3 separate regions of the Mus musculus genome follow, and regions 1 and 3 are each linked to region 2. The links are chromatin contacts, called in public promoter capture Hi-C maps. All regions are on one chromosome and are shown on one strand. Each heading gives the region's core, a stretch centred on a gene start, on an enhancer-like site or on the middle of the called end of the contact. The rest is flanking DNA. Distances are from core to core; before and after follow the strand shown.

What was found. Promoter capture Hi-C pulls out the DNA fragments that hold promoters and counts their contacts.
Region 1: a promoter capture Hi-C map of embryonic stem cells shows a contact between it and region 2, with 2.2 times the contacts expected there. The contact joins the promoter of Myo3a here to the promoter of Pdss1 in region 2. A contact is called at or near these places in 3 of 39 promoter capture datasets (cranial neural crest, embryonic stem cells and neural stem cells).
Region 3: a promoter capture Hi-C map of pre-B cells shows a contact between it and region 2, with 3 times the contacts expected there. The contact joins the promoter of Spopl here to the promoter of Pdss1 in region 2. A contact is called at or near these places in 4 of 39 promoter capture datasets (the C10 cell line, the HPC-7 cell line, liver and 1 more) and 1 of 115 datasets of contacts at active chromatin or transcription factors (memory CD8 T cells).

Annotation. Positions count from the first base shown.
Region 1 is chr2:22,226,194-22,229,095 of GRCm38.p6, forward strand. Myo3a (myosin IIIA) reads left to right here and starts at 1,310. Exons shown (of 34, transcript NM_148413.3): 1 at 1,310-1,449. The coding sequence starts at 1,443.
Region 2 is chr2:22,894,147-22,896,855 of GRCm38.p6, forward strand. It overlaps Pdss1 (prenyl (solanesyl) diphosphate synthase, subunit 1), which reads left to right and starts at 1,376. Exons shown (of 11, transcript NM_019501.3): 1 at 1,376-1,616. The coding sequence starts at 1,485.
Region 3 is chr2:23,570,333-23,573,426 of GRCm38.p6, forward strand. Spopl (speckle-type BTB/POZ protein-like) reads right to left here and starts at 1,772. Exons shown (of 11, transcript NM_029773.2): 1 at 1,511-1,772.

The sequences.
Region 1 (2,902 bases), core at 60-2,559, 670 kb before region 2:
CTCCTGCTGCTAGTGTGGGAAGGTAAGAGCTTTTAGGCACATTTTTTAAAGTGTAAGAGGCTGCATTCCACTATTGCCAAAAGTACTAATAAGTTCCCACACTGTTCAAGGATCTGTTTAAATTACTTTTTAAAATCTTACCTTTTCACTTAGGGATCTTGTACCTCCCAATAAAATATTTTATAACTATTTCCCCAACAGACCTGTTTTTAAAATTCCCATGACCACATTTTCATCTGTTTTTCTCGATATCATTTGGTTATTTCCCAGTTCTGAATGAGATCAAGTTTTCTATGTATGTTTATGTATTGTTTGCCTGTAGTGAAATCATTGCTTTTTACTGAATATGGAACTTGGATATTCGTTCATTGTTTATGGTTTCTGAACAAGGTTTCACTACATAACTCAGGCTGGCCTTGAACCCATGATGCGTGTGTTGCTCTCATACCTGGCCTCATTGATTTTTCAGTACATCCAACAACGACTAGATTTGTGTTAAAGTATATTCATGGTGATCTTTTTCTTTAAAATGATATAACTTAAAATGTTTGAGCTGTTTATGTTAATCTTTGATTTGATGTTCTGCAAAATAAAAATCCACAGTTCAGTTACTCTATAGAAAACCATCTTATGGGGAGGGTTTTGAATGTCTATTCAAATACTCATTTTTATATTTATAAAGGTAGCTAAGGGTTAGATGACCTTCTGGATGTCTCTTGCAATTTTTTTCCTTTTGATATGAACAGTAGGCCCGTTTAGATCAGTGACAAAATCTAAGGACATTTTGACCTTGAAGGGGAAGAAGAGATAACCCAAAATGCCTATTAGAACTGTCCAGGGAGCTTAGCAAGCATGGACCCATTCTGGTATCCCAGTCTGTGAGGCGTGTGGGAACGGACTGGACTGTCCCAGGAGGCAGGTGAAGGTAGAGATCTGGTTATGATAGGCTCTATCTGTAGTGCAGAAGTCCCAGCCCCGTGATTCCAGCCCCAACTTTCTCAAGGGTCAAAGAGAAGTTGTCCAGGGGTGGAGGCCTGGAATGCGAGCTTGTTTTGGGCATGGGGAAGGTGGTCCTGTTGGGGGACAGTTTTTTGAGGCTTAGGTGAGTCACAGTGGGAGAGGAGTGTCCCAAGCACTGGTGCAGCCCTGTGGTTTCTGGGCAGGGCCAGGAGGCTTGGCCAGGACTCAGGAGCGTCTGGGTTGGATGAGCATCTAGCTAACCACTGGACAGCAACTCTGGGCGACCTGGGTCCGCCCTGGGAGGTGCCACGGGGCCCGCCCCGCTCCGCTCCGCCCGGCCTCGCCCCGCCCCTCTGTAGGGGACCCGGCGGCGCGCTAGGGCGGTGCAAAATCCCAGTATTGGGCCAGCAGAGGAATTGGAGTGGCCACACTGTGCACCCACCTGGGGAAGGAGCCTGCAGACCTTAGAACGCCTGGCTCATATGCAGAGTGAGTGTGGGTGAGCCCAGCGGGGCCGGGACTTGAGCTGAACCCGGCGGGACTGGCAGACCTGTGGCGTCCCTGTTTCAGAGGGAAAATAGTGACCTGAGGAATAGGGTTTGTAGAGAAGAGGAAGCAGGTGCTAGAGAGCATTTGAATTTTCATCCGCTGCCCAGTTCAGGACTTCTGTTTTTGCACCTTGCTGAAATTCCCATTATAATGGGAGCTAAAAGTAGTATTGGAATTGGTCCTGCGTCTTGAACTAACTAGCAGTGACTCTAAAAGTGCATGTGAATGTCACACAGGTGCGCACACACATATTTTTTGGAAAACCCTAAGCATTTTCATGAGTTTCTTGGTGAAGTAACTGATCTTCCATTTGCTCTTAACCCTTCGGGTTTTATAATTCGCATCAATCCATTAGCTTCAGGGTTTTACACCAAGCACAAAACATGAGCTGCTTTGCATTCCCTGTTAGCTGTGTGAAACTGTTAACATTTCTGTCTAAATTGTTCCAAAGTTCAATTTCTGATGTCTTTTTTTCAGATCTTGAATGTTTATTCCTATAATGCTATGATTTTTTTTTTCTTTTTTCTGTTGTGTTACTGTCTCAGAACCATAGCTGCGGTTGGGACATTCATGCTTTGGAATTTTATTATGCGTTGTTTTCTAGCTTAACTAATGGTAGGTGGTAAAGTTGACAGTTTTTCCGGATTTGCAGAGGCCTAAGTGCCAGATTTTGATCCATGAGCAAAAGTGCATTCTATCTGTGCCATTTTAGTTTTTCATATTTTGGGCTTTCATTATACTCTACATCTTAAAATGGGGAAATGCAGGGATATGTGTGCTTTCAAAGACAATGTGTTCATCTGTGTGATGTCTAGCATGGGAAGAATTACTTCCATCCATCTTGTCCCCCTCTTTTTACTACAGGAACAAAAATACAAATGAAAAGATTACATTTGATTTGATGGTCTTGTAGACAAGCTCTCCCTGCCCCCCTCCCCCTCCCCCCTCTCTCTTTCTCTCATGTGTAGGTGTGTGGGTGTGTGTATGTGTGTGTGTGCGAGTGTACAACACATTACGGCATAGCATCACCCAGGCTTTCTTTTTGAAATATATCTTGGCATCCTAATATATTTTGGTGCCTATATTCTTTGAAAAGTAACTTGTATCTGTCACATAAAAAAACATTTGAAAGTTCATGAGATGGTGATACTAACAATCATAATGGATAAACACTGGAAAGTTCAAATATACTTCAGAATACAGTTCTTTTGCATAAGTTATGTAGGTTTTGGTTTAAAATATTTCAGTTATTTCTGCAATGTAGTTTTTAAGTTTTTACAAATAAGAATTAGTTTCATCACTTGTCTTCTTGATGAAATGATAATTTGAACCGTGATGGCTAGCATATACTTCTTTCCCCTGGTAATAGGAAATGGTTATCCATTGGAACTAA
Region 2 (2,709 bases), core at 126-2,625:
GTCTAACCTGGGACTTGACTATACTAGGAACGTGCTCTTTTGCTTATACCACAACCCACTACAACTTCTTTTTAAGAGCCAGGGCTTTTGTTTTAATCTGGATAATTTTTACATTAAAAAATGCCCAGCAGAATTGTGGATTGCTATCCTTCTCCCTGTGGGTTATTCCTGTTGCCCTACCTGCAAAGGAAGATTACCAATAACAATATACCACAGGTCATAACATTGTCAAAAGAACATGAAAGTATTTATTGCTACACTTATCTAGGCAAAGCCTACCTATTTGATTATTTCATTCACTCATTCATTAAGTAATTTGTGGTGTTGGGATGGAACCCAGGATGTTGTGCATGCTAGGAAAACACCCAACCACTCAGTCAAAACCCTAAACAGCAAACGTTTTATTTTGACAAGTTTCATACATGTATAACCTCCATTTTTAACATAGAAACCTAATAAGAAAATAATGAGCTCAACTTTAGGGTTAACCCTCTTTAAGTGTGTTGCAAACAAGAAAAAAAATTATGATTCAGAAAATTACAGCTGGTTTATTTCTTCCTAGGAGGGAGACTGGGAGGAGAGGGGGGTCGAGATGTAAAATGAATTAATGAATGAATGGGAAAAAAAACATCAACATGGGAAGGCAGTAAACTTCTTCAGTCTCCCCAGCGCTTGCCTCTCATTGCCTCCACCTAAGATTATGGCGTAAGATTATTACGAGCATGTATAATCATTTGATGAAAGTGTTATAAAAATGCTGTTTCAACTTCGGAATAAATCCGACATGCGACAGGCAAAATGAACAAATGAAACAACGACAATAAAAACATTTTCTTGAGCATCCTGAGCTGCACTGTATGCATTAGCAAATAGAGTTGGAAATGGGGACGCAGGTCGGTAATCTCAGCAGCAATAGGCTGAGGCAGGATGGTCAATTTGAACCCAATCTGGTCTATACAAAGCCAATCTGGTCTACACGGCGAGATAAGATAACGAAAAAAAATTAATTTTGCGTAGTTCATTACATCCAAGGGTTGGTCTCCCATATCCAGACATGAACAAAACCGCTAAACTATGCATGTATACATCTCTAAGGCTTTCAGGATAGAGTCCAAAAGCTAAGAGATAAGGTCAACTTAGCTTCTGTTACACAATAACCCACAGCGTAGACTAATTAGAGGAAGTTGGCACGTCCACTCGGAGCTTGGCATTGCGAAAACAATGGCCTCAGGGTTAGCAGGTACCGGAACCAGATTTCTGCACGCTTTGTCCCGCGTAGGACAACAGTTCGGACGCACATTTCTGGATAAAAGCGGACGCGGCTCCCGACTAGAGCCAGTGGCTCCGAGGAGGGTTGAAGAGGACAGGCGACCGGGTGGGGAACAGGGTGCGGCTTCGCGCTTCCGGTGCCCAGCTTCCGGCTCCGGGTTTGGGCTTGGGGCAGAGGCGGAGCTACGGCCCGCCGCGACTTTCAGACTTGAACCATGGCTATGCGCTGGTCGTGCTGGCGGCGTGGCTGCTCCTGGAGGCCGACCGCGGTCGGGAGCCCGCGGCGGGAACGACCTGGCTGTGTGGAGCCTCTCGGAACACGTGCCGCCTCGGACACCCGCGCGCAGGTGAGGCCGGGACGCGCGCGCTGTCCGCGGCGTAGAGGTCACCATGCCAATGACAGCCGGCGATCCAATGAATGGGAGGATGCGCACGTGCGCCGGGGCCTGCAGTCCCCACTGGGTGGGACACCCGGGAAGTGGGACTAGTCGCGGGGCCAGAAGTGCGGAGCTGCTGATCGGGCATCCAGAAGACATTGGGGTTGAGGTAGAGGGAGCGGCGGAGCGCAGCCCTGTTAAGCCGGGGCTACCCGGGTGTGTCGAGAGGACAACCAGAGCCAAAGGGACCTCTGCTTTCACTTTCCTAGCAATTTCGGGTTTCGGATCCAGTTAGCCTCAAAATTCGGAAAGGGTGTTGTAGCGACGCAAAGTGATGCTAGCCAGGGTGGACTTCAGTGCTGCAGGTGCTTACAAGAGAACGCACGCCTGAAAGGCGCTGGAAGGACACTAGAAGGAGAAGAGCCGAAGGGTGTCATGAGAGACCTATGACTTCTTTGAAGTAAAATCATTATCTAATTAGTAATTGCGGATTCTTAAAACTGTCTCCTACTGCGTTTGATTACAAATTCATTTTCTTTTGGTTTTTAGCCCTGTAAATGACTCTCGCTTCTGTGTGAGTTGGGTCAGTCCGTGCCGTGCTTTACCTGGCAGTATCTGCAGACTGACTTTTGAAGTTAGTGTTTTTTTCACTTTGGGTTTTGGAGACCTTTCCGGCCACCGAGTAATTGTATAAGTAATTCATCTTTCATTTTAAAAATAATCACCCACCTCTTAAATTTTAGTACTATTTGGTACATTTCATATGTCAGTGTACTTATCAAACTCTATACTAGGAGGAGATGTGTAACATTTATAAATATGTGGCTTGTACTAAACAAGATGCATAAAACGGATTATCCAAAAAAGAATTTGGAGAGAAAATGCAAGCTGCTCTAAATAGAAAGAATAACAAATAAGAGAAAGAGAGCATGTAGGAAGAATCTTAGAGGAAGATAGGCTTTGTAGGGATCCATTTTGATACTGCAAGCTAGACTTTAGAGGGTTTGGGGTTTTATCTCTATAGAAAGGAAGGAAGGAAGGAAGGAAGGAAGGAAGGAAGGAA
Region 3 (3,094 bases), core at 522-3,021, 680 kb after region 2:
TATAAAAGCCATGTGTAGGCTACCAACTCAGCTCTGAATATTTCACCTATAGTGATAATATTGTTATGTATTTTTTCTACTGTGAAAAAAATCTGCTATGTATTTTTTCAGAAAAAATCTGAAAGCAATGATAGAGTTTTACAAGTTCCAAACAGATATTTGAAACAGGAACTCATCGATTTTCCTATGCAAAAGTAGGGAACATAAATAAAGCTAAAACATGTATTTGAAATACACACACACACACATACACACACACACACACACACACATTAATTGGCATAATAATGCAGTACAAACCTTATATACACCAAAAGTGGACGTTAAGTAATAACAACACAGTACCTCTCAATTCTTACTTTCCTCTCTTAGAATCAACTTACCAGCACTTGAATAGAATCAGGCTATAAAAGGGTAACATTTCAGAAGCACTTAGCACATTCCAGGCCCTGACAGGTACTTTACCTGCATTTCATTTGTTCAAGCACTACTACCAAAGAGTATTGTCACCACCTTCTTTATAGCTATACGACTACTAAAGGCTGGAAAAGATAAGTGACTTTCTCAAAGCCAGAACCGAGCTTGCTGGGTAGAATGTTCGGCAATTCAACTACTCTCTGAGCTCCTAACCATGGAGCAACATTTCTCTTAGGAATGTGGGAATAATAATTTGAAATATTCTGCCACTTCTATCATGAGGGGTGGGGGGAATGTAATTTCCCCAGTCTTTTACTACTTCTCCTTCCACCCCAATAAAGAGGAGGTTTCAACTGTACAAGAATATAAGTAAAGTCTCCTAGTGGGGCAAACTAAGCCCAAAATTATTCAGATATATGCGAAGTGTCAGACACCAGGGGAAAATGGGCAGACAGCTTAGGCACTGTATTCAGTCATGGAAATTGAAGGAGTGGCTTTTATTTCTATAGGGACTGTCAATTTCTTGGAGGGCGAAAATTCTATCATTCTTTTCCTTTCGGTCAACACAAACATGCATACCTAAGATAGAGAATTAACAGGAAAGACAGCAGCAAAAGATAAAAAGGGAAGACACATTTCTATATTCAAGAACTGACCCTAATCATGGGGCTGGCTTGTCATGTCCTGGTAAATATGAGCTGTTAGGGGCAAGAATGTGGTTGGAGACGGACACTCCTGGTCCGGGGAGCTTAAGGCGCCCTAAAATGAGCTAACAGGGACGACAGCTTTCAGAACCCATTTGAGAGGACGGATGAAGACTATCGGGGTGCAGTTCTTTGCTTCAGGAAGACAGGAGAAGGCATAAAAGTGCGGGCGTAGTAGATTCCTGGATGCAGATGAGGAAGGAGTTAGACTCGAGCAAAGGGGGACCGGGGAGCGCAGCACTGCACTCCGGAAGGGACATGGACGTCCAGAGGAAGCAGAACCGCCTAAGGGAGAGAGGGGCAGGGCCGTAGGGCGTGGGCCGGAGCACCAAGGACTGGAAAGCTGAGAGGGAGGCAGCCCAGCACCGGCCGGCGGCCGGAACACCTACCCGGACACGCGGGGCGGCGGGCGGGCCCTCGGCGGCCCCGGGGACCGAGGCTGAGGCGGCGGCGAGCTCCTGCAGCGGGCACCCCCCGGCCAAGCCGCATCCTCCTCCCGGCCTCCCTCCTTGTCCTCACCGGCTGCTAAACTTCTTCCCCAAGATTAAACACACCCGCCGCCAAAGAGTGCGCCTAGCCCGAGCCCGCTCTAGGTGTTGAGGCTCGGGCGTCCAGTTTCCGCCCCGCCAGTCATCAGGGCGCGTGCGCCAAGTAGCTTTTCCTGCTCCGAGGCCCGGAACTTCCGGCGGCGGCTTTGCGAGCAATTTCCTGCTTCCCATATACCTCGCAACTACCGATAGGAAGTTTTCCCCGAGCAATAGATAGATGATTGATAGATAGATGATAGATAGATAGATAGATAGATAGATAGATAGATAGATAGATAGATAGATAGATAGATAGATAGATAGATAGATAGATAGATGATAGATAGATAGACAGACAGATAGATAGAGGTAGATAGGAAGTTTTCCCCGAGCAATAGATAGATGATTGATAGATAGATGATAGATAGATAGATAGATAGATAGATAGATAGATAGACAGACAGATAGATAGATAGATAGAGGTAGGTAGGTAAGTAGGTAGGTAGGTAGGTAGGTAGGTAGGTAGGTAGATATAGGTAGATGATAGGTAGATAGGTAGATAATAGGTAGGTAGCGATAGGTAGATTAGATAGATACATAGATACATAGATAGAAGCCCAGGGATGCCCGGAGCGATAGATAGATAGATAGATAGATAGATAGATAGATAGATAGATAGATAGATAGATAGATAGATAGAAGCCCAGTGATGCCTCCTGACTCAGAAAATCCTGTTACAGTGAGGAAACAGTGAGGCCCTGTGCCCATTAAGACTGCATCTGGGTGTAACGTTTGCTCACCTCCCATTCTGACCCCCAAACTGTATTAAAAGCTGAAACCCAAGTCTGTGTGGGTAAATAGTTGCACGTAAGGCATTTTAGGTTGGAGGGAATGAAGGGGACTTTTCATACAAGAAAGGAGTCTGTAGAGTTCCTTTGTACAAGATCAGCCAACAACTGGAGAGTGAACCGTACTAAACTAAAAATGGTAATATTAAGGTTACTGCTTCCTTTCTTTAGCCATTTGGAGTTTATAGAAATGGATGATACCACAACTTGGTTATTGGCACTCTTACATTAGCTACTTGTCCTATTCCTGCAACAAAATACCCCAGGAAAGCCATGTACGGAAAGAGGGATTTATTTGGATTGCTAAGAAAACACAGTCCATCGTGGCAATAAAGACATGGTAATGGGAGCTTAAGGCAGCAGGTCACATTGCATCCAGTGTGCAGAAGCACAATGATGAATCCAGACTGTCAGATCACCTTTTTTGGACTTAGTCTGAGACTTATCAAGTTAACAAACATAACTACCACAATCCAGCCCCTAGTTAACTGAACACCCAGGTAACAACAGAGAAATCTTATGCTCTGCAAACAGAATCAGTAGCTAAAGGAATATATTTATTTGGGAATGAGGAAACAGGCACACAGCAGACACAGAA